Regions from separate parts of the Lactuca sativa genome. Here region 1 is linked to region 2. A link is a contact called in public Hi-C data. All regions are on one chromosome and are shown on one strand. The core of a region is the stretch at or near the end of the contact, and the rest is flanking DNA. Distances in the headings are between cores, read along the strand shown.

Evidence for each region. A called contact is a pair of places that touch in the nucleus more often than the background predicts.
Region 1: a contact with region 2 is called in a Hi-C map of seed, with 4 times the contacts expected there. The contact joins the promoter of LOC111882323 here to the promoter of LOC111876138 in region 2. A contact is called at or near these places in 2 of 4 Hi-C or Micro-C datasets (leaf and seed).

Annotation. Positions count from the first base shown.
Region 1 is chr3:214,252,329-214,255,864 of Lsat_Salinas_v11, reverse strand. LOC111882323 reads right to left here and starts at 1,257. Exons shown (of 6, transcript XM_023878681.3): 1 at 958-1,257; 2 at 9-107. The coding sequence starts at 1,145.
Region 2 is chr3:213,888,705-213,892,423 of Lsat_Salinas_v11, reverse strand. It overlaps LOC111876138, which reads left to right and starts at 1,703. Exons shown (of 10, transcript XM_023872668.3): 1 at 1,703-2,320; 2 at 2,402-2,476; 3 at 2,549-2,604; 4 at 2,691-2,823; 5 at 2,914-3,010; 6 at 3,104-3,170; 7 at 3,527-3,715. The coding sequence starts at 2,119.

The DNA.
Region 1 (3,536 bases), core at 8-2,507, 360 kb before region 2:
ATACATACACATCGAGTCTTTCCCATGAAGTTGAAGTGTTCCCTGAGATGATGCTGAATATCTCAGAAGACCAGCCATCATCACTGAGGCTAACATCATAAGCAGCCCTGGATGGAAAAGAGGGGGAAAGTGTGAGATTATGTAAGAAATAAATTGATATATTTGTCAAAACTTTGTATAAACAAACAATGAAATGGAAGTGCTTCATGGAAATATGCCTAAACTCATACTCCTTTCTATGTATTTTTACTAATTAGTAACATTATTGAGTTTATAATTATAACTCGAACTATTTGAATTACAATGAGCTTCAGGTCAAATATCTTCTCAATGATCATATTGCAACTGCAAGACAATGTTACCTCTATCAAGCTTTCAGCATAGATTATAAGAGGAAATATACAATGCTTTCACCATAGTTGAAATTTGAAAATATATCTTTGGCAAAAACAAGAGAAAAATATTGATGATCAAAGACCAAACATAAGACACTTTCTTGTTAACTGTTATGGTGATGCAATTGATCAGATTCTCTGAGTTCGAAAAGAACCAACTTGTATTGTATTAAATGGTATAGCGAAATGATTGAGACCACAAAGTCTTATCATTAAATTAGCAATTTTTTCTACCTGGAACAAAAATTGTACATAAGGGAAGCTTCATTATCATCTCTTGCTAGAAATTTGAAAGGCTTAATTCATAATTCATAGCTAAAGAATATAGCTGTCTAATCAATATCCGATTGTAACAGAAACACCGGATCCATAATTAATTAGATGGCTTGAGGCCTTGAGCATAGACGATTCCATCGATCTATTCAGATCCATGGAATAAGAAAGCAACCAAACGCCTAAAATATGGATCGGAATGTGCAGATGGCAAATCGAATTTGTGGAGCAACTACATGAAGAGATCTATGTAAAGTAAATACGAGAAAAGAAGGTGGAAGCTACATACGCAGATCCTTGGTTATATATGTCGATAGAAACGGAGACTTTTTCGGCGCCGGATTTGAGTCTGTTGAGTGTAGCTTTCTTGTGAGCTACGATGAAAGGAGAATCGGAGCCGGCAATTGCCGATGATGAGGCTATGAAGAAGACTAATACTAGAGAGAGGAGAGAATTCATCATCGTGATCTTCGCCATTTTTCCGTTTGAGGTGAAGGTTGAGATTTTGTCGGATCTTAAAAGTATTTCAATATATATTTATTTTCTGAGATCCAGTTAGGAATCAGGATGATCGCAAGTTCGTAATTGATAGATCAAAATCAAAGTCAAAGAGTAGGGTTTCAGTCTCGGAAATCAGATTCGACCCACTCACTTAGTTAGGTAGGTGTTTAAAGCCCATGAAGGCCTGCTCTGCTCAACCCAAACTAACTGGTGCACATACCGGATAGCTCTTGTATCCAGGAAAAAACTTGATTCGGATATATCTTTTTTTTTTTTTTTTCCGAACGACATAATTACAATGAAACGAAACTAGCGAGACGCTAGACAAGTTACAACATACAAACAAGAGAAACAGGAGAATTACACCAGTTAAACCAATATAAAGAACTAAATCTCCCTTTATATTTCAACCAATTGAAAGAGATTAATTGGATATCATCGGTTGTCTTCATTGGGTTGCTCCCGACACTTTTGAAAATTAAAGCATTTCTAGACTTCCATATGCTCCATAAAACTAAATATATTAGGGCACGTAGCAATTTCTTCATTTTCTTATTCAACACCAAAGTCTTTACCACCCCCAACATGTCAGAAACATTCATAGGAACAGAATTCAATAACATTGACCAGTTACATAACCAGCTCCAAACTTTTTTTTTACAAAACTACACTTAAAAAACAGATGGTCGACATCTTCCTGTTCAATACCACAGAGCGGGCAAAGATACGATGGCAAAGTCACACCTCTAACAAGAAGGTTGTCGACAACTGGAATCCTATTTAAACATAAATGCCAAACAAAACAATTCACTTTTAGAGGAGCCCAACCATCCCAATGAAAAGGAAACGGGTTTGAGACCTCTTCCGCAGTAGCCATCAAGTTCCGCAAATTTTGAACTGTAAAACCACCTGTCTCGTTACCAATGTTCTAAATGGCGTGAGGCGTGGTGTGGTGGCAAGGTCAAGCCTCAAGCTTAACGAGTCATGGCGAGTCATGGCGTTTTTCAAGACGTGATGTAAGGCGGCGATTTTGTAATAATTTAAAATTATATTACCACATAAATATAAATTTATATTAAATATAACTACTTTTTAGAATTGTTAGATCAATAACTAATAACAAAAAGTTAACAAAAACCACAATACTTGTATCCCTGATTAGAAAAGGACATAACAAAGAGCAAAGAAACGTGTCTCAACCGAAAAAACACGTGCCATAACACCCCATAACGCGCCATGGCGCGCCATATCACGTCTTGCCACGCGCCACGCCTAACAGCAACGTTATGAGGCTTTTTCGTAACGGCGAAGCCACGCCTCACGCCATGACACGCCTTTTAGAACACTGCTCGTTACCTTTCCTAACCCACGAATTAGCTATGTTTGTCAACACCACACCAACAACTTTGTTGTTTAAATCTGATAAAGCGGTTGCCTCCCTTCCTCTCCTTGGATTTGTCGACCACTGCCCATGAATTCCATCTAGACCTCTGTTTCGAATTTTGTTACTGACCATGCAATTTTTCTGCACTTCAATGCGATAAAGTTCCGGAAAAACATCTTTCAACACTACACTGTCACACCATTTGTCCTTCCAAAAGTAGGTTCTATTTCTCGCTCCAAGACGCCTTACAAACAAGTCTTCCAAGTTAATTCCCCAATGTTCCATATCTTCAGTTAGCTTGGAAATAACAAGCCACACTCCCTGGAGACTAGCTTTGGCTAATGGCTTGCCATCAATGCAAGAGACATTATGCCAAGCTTTAATGCAATTCGTCCAAAGACTATTCACTTTAAATTTAAACTACCACCACCACTTGATTAACAGAGCCAAATTCAATGACCGGAGACTCCCAATACCAAGACCTCCTTTTCTTTTCGGTTTAGTCAAAGTGTTCCATGCTACCCAATTTATCTTCATTTTATTTCCTTTCTCCCCCATAAAAACTTTCTTCTAATACTTTCCAAATTGTCAATTACTTTTTTCGGCGCCTTGAAAAGAGAGAAATAAAATAACGGAAGACTACCCAAAACAACTTTAACATGGGTAAGACTTCCCCCAAACGAGAGATTATTGGCTTTCCAATTCGATAGTTTATTTTTTAAATTTTTCCACAATCGGTCTCTAGTGTTTGGCAAATTTCATATTGGCTCCTATCTGGAGCTCAAGATAAGTACAAGGGTATTTACCGGGCTCACAACAAAGAATGTTAGCCAATCTACTAACCTTCATCTCCTCTACACCGATCTCAAACACTATTTGACATTAAATGTTGGAGGTCGAATTTGAAAATAACAAAGAACAAACAATATTTGAATCTGTTAAAGTGCATTGAAAATATAGAAATACAAGCCGAGAAGAGATGC
Region 2 (3,719 bases), core at 454-2,953:
TTTCCGGTTTACCGGTTTTATTACTTACATGTTTCACTAAAGTCTCATTATTTTACTCTAATTTGCAAATAAGTCCCAAAATAAAATTTACTGATGATTTGACCCTTTTCTTCTTCTAACATACATTTTATCGGTTTCATTGTTGACTTAGACACCTAGTCATTAAATTAGCTGATAAGATGAATATGATGGGTTATATAATGCCCACATTTATTGTAAAATTTGATACCCATCTTATCGGCTCATTTATTACTATGTATCTACGTCAGCAATGAAACCAATAAAATGTGTGTTTCCAAGAAAAAATGGCAGAAAATGAGTTGATGTCTGATGAGATGGATATATTGGGTTACATAAGATTAGATAGACAATTTGATATTTCTTATAAACGTAAAAAATAATGCAGTTGTTATTAGTTTATGTAATTATTGTAGTCTTCGTTGGATGCATTTTATGTTCGAAAAAGATATACAATATATCAAGATATCAAGTTTTATGCTAAACATAGCATTATATAACTTAACATATTCATCTCATCATCTCATTTAATGACTAGGTGTCCAGATCAGCAATGAAACCGGTAAAATGTATGTTATATAGAGAAAATAGTCAAATCATCAGTAAATTTTATTTTGGGACTTATTCGCAAATTAAGGTAAAATAATGGGACTTTAGTAAAAAAGGTAAGTAATAAAACCAATAAACCGGAAACAAGGGGTCAAATCGCCATTTTTACCGGTAATTCATGCTTTTTCGTAAACAAAATTTAGTTTGAGACTTTTTCGTAAATTAGGGTAAAATTTTAGGACTTTTCTGGAGATTTCCCAATAACTAATCGTCAATATAAACTAATTTATGTATCAATATAAACTAATTTATAATAGTTTACACAACTATTATAAGGATCCGATGTCGTTCCTTGTGAAATGTTGAAGGGGAAGTGATGTAATACTATGTGACATGACAAGCATCTGAATCTCATCGACGTCCTTATCACAATCCTCATATTCATCCTCTTCGTTCCCAAATTCTAACCTTTCCTCCTCAATCTAATCAATCAAGGTTCATTGAGAGCAGTCCACATATATGCTTATTCTAATACCATTAGCATACCTACAATGACTCTTGATCAGCATAGTAATAAATATCATTACATTTGTCTTTAGTTAACATTTCAAGAAAGAGATGGAATCCTTATACTCTGTACAACTAAAAGAGATATCTTTAACTTAAGCAATAAGATCATTGAAGTATACTAGAAGTTTAGATGGGAAAACACCTTCGTTGTTAAAATCTACAGTTAACAAAACACATGGAGATGAAATTGTCTTCAAGAGTTAATGAACAATAATAGCAAAGAATCGACCAACTTATTTTAACATGATGTAAAATTATTTATGTTGATAAATTCCTGAATCTGTGTAAACTCTTATTTTGCCACTTTTAATACTTGTTTTGTTTGGAACGACATCGGATCCTTATAATAGTTGTTATTATAACTTGTTTATTAATTTATGTATGCATATTTTAATATGTCACTTATCAATTTATGCATTACACTACTAGTCGGTTGCATGAATCAGTAACAATGTAAACACACAAAAATCGATGAAAATTTTATTTTACTACATAAACTAGTTAATAAAAAAATATAAATTAATTGGTCATCCTTTCTATAATCAATTGTTCAAAGGTAAGATGTTAGAGAAGATGAAACAAGTCACTTTTACCAAGATGAAGTTCAATCATGGCTACCCTGGTCCTTGATCTGCGCTCATCCAACACAATAACCCATGTACATGCACATGCTAACGCCATGAATGAATTCACAAAGAGATCTGAGCTCAGCTTCCCCATTTATTTAATCCAATTCCAGGTGTATGAAACAATGTACACCATTAATTTCCCATATCGCAGACAGCTTCAAGTTGCACGAATGCTTCTATCAAATCAAAATTGGAGTAAAGAATCCATCAAATCACGTATCCTTCTTCCCATCTCCATCTGACATCCAATACACAAGAAGCTTCATACACATCACATCATCTGCCTAATATTCCTGTGAATTGTCTATAGAATAGCGATTTATGATCCATAATCACAACGTACAACTTCACAATGGGGTGTGCAGCTTCTGTTTACAGGGTTGGAGGGAATAAGAAGCAGATGAAGATCCCTCTTGTTACCATACTTTCTCCTTCAATTCGAGTTCCTATAAACTCCAATTTCCAAAAACCCCTTAAAGGCCTTGTTCCCAAGGATTTGGCTGATCGTCTTACCTATTCCCGGAATCAAATTGCTCTACTATCGCAACAAACTGGTTAGATTCTTCTCTGCTCCCTAATTTCAATCTGTTTGTTAAATCCCCTGCAGTTTTTTACGGATCTGTAACTTGTTGCAGATGTATCAGCTGTTCCTGAATTGCTACGTGCATTGGAGGAGTACTTACCATTATTAATTGGCCTCACTGATCAAGGTTTATAACGTTTTCGTATATTCGATAGATTAGTTATACTCGTACTAATTTCGTTGTTAATTTGCGTATCAGAACTTGGTTTCCGAGAACTCGTTGAATTCAAATGGAAAGGTTTAGACGATCGACAAGTAAGGATTCGATTAACTCAATACCCTTTTCGATTTTCTGTTCATGTGAATTCCTTTTGTAATCCAATATCCACTTCGATGAACAGGAAATAAGTGTTGCAGATTCCTGGTTTGAATTACTATCTGTTGTTCATATGATGGCGATGCTGACATTAATGGAGGCAAACTCAAAACTAATTCCTAATCAAACTGTCACTACTGAAGAAGTCGAATCTACAGGTACGAAACCCTTATCTATTACGATCATCCAACTTCAAATCCGTCTCTGAAAAAGTTCGATTGATCTTTGATTTTTCTTGTTAACCATAGATAACATCAGATGCGCTGTCGACTTATTGGTGAAGGCAGCTGGGTACCTTCAATTCTGTCTTCAAGAAATTCTTGTCCGAATTCCACCTCACATCAAGTACGTTTAGATTTTCAAATAAGCCATTGATCTTCACAAAAAATTCATATTAATGGACCAAATCATGTAATTCACATCTTGCTTTATGATCAGGATGAAGCTTCCTGTAGATTTGCAGGAGAATGTAATTGAGGCCGCTTATATTCAAGCACTAGCACAGGTATGTCCCTTTTAGACAGCTTTTACAGTAGATGATAAAACATGCTTTCCTGTGTTTGACAGCTTTTAATTTTCTCAAGTCTAATTTAGACCACACTCTTATTACTACTATGCTTTACTATTCAGCAGTAAAGCACGGTAGTACATACTATTCTGTAGTATTGTTAGTGTTACAAAACACTACATACTATTTTGTAGTATTGTTAGTGTTATAAAACACTAACAGCAACACTAACAATACTACTGTATTTACTATTTGATAGTATTGTTACTGTTGGTGTTAAAACAGTACAATACTTTTGTACTGTTTTGTTCTATCTTGTGTTTTTACAAACACGGTTATGACTATCCTTTCAGGGAACAGAAATGCAGCTTGCTTCGGCGGTTGAAAGTAAAAACGCAACTTTATCCGTAAAAAGAAGACTAGCATGTGAGCAACTAAGTTACTTCGGTCAGGCACACTACTGCTTGTCCACCTGTCACGACCTCAATGGATACGGAAAAAAACATCTATCATTTATCAAATGGAAGTACCTCGAAGCAAAGGTTT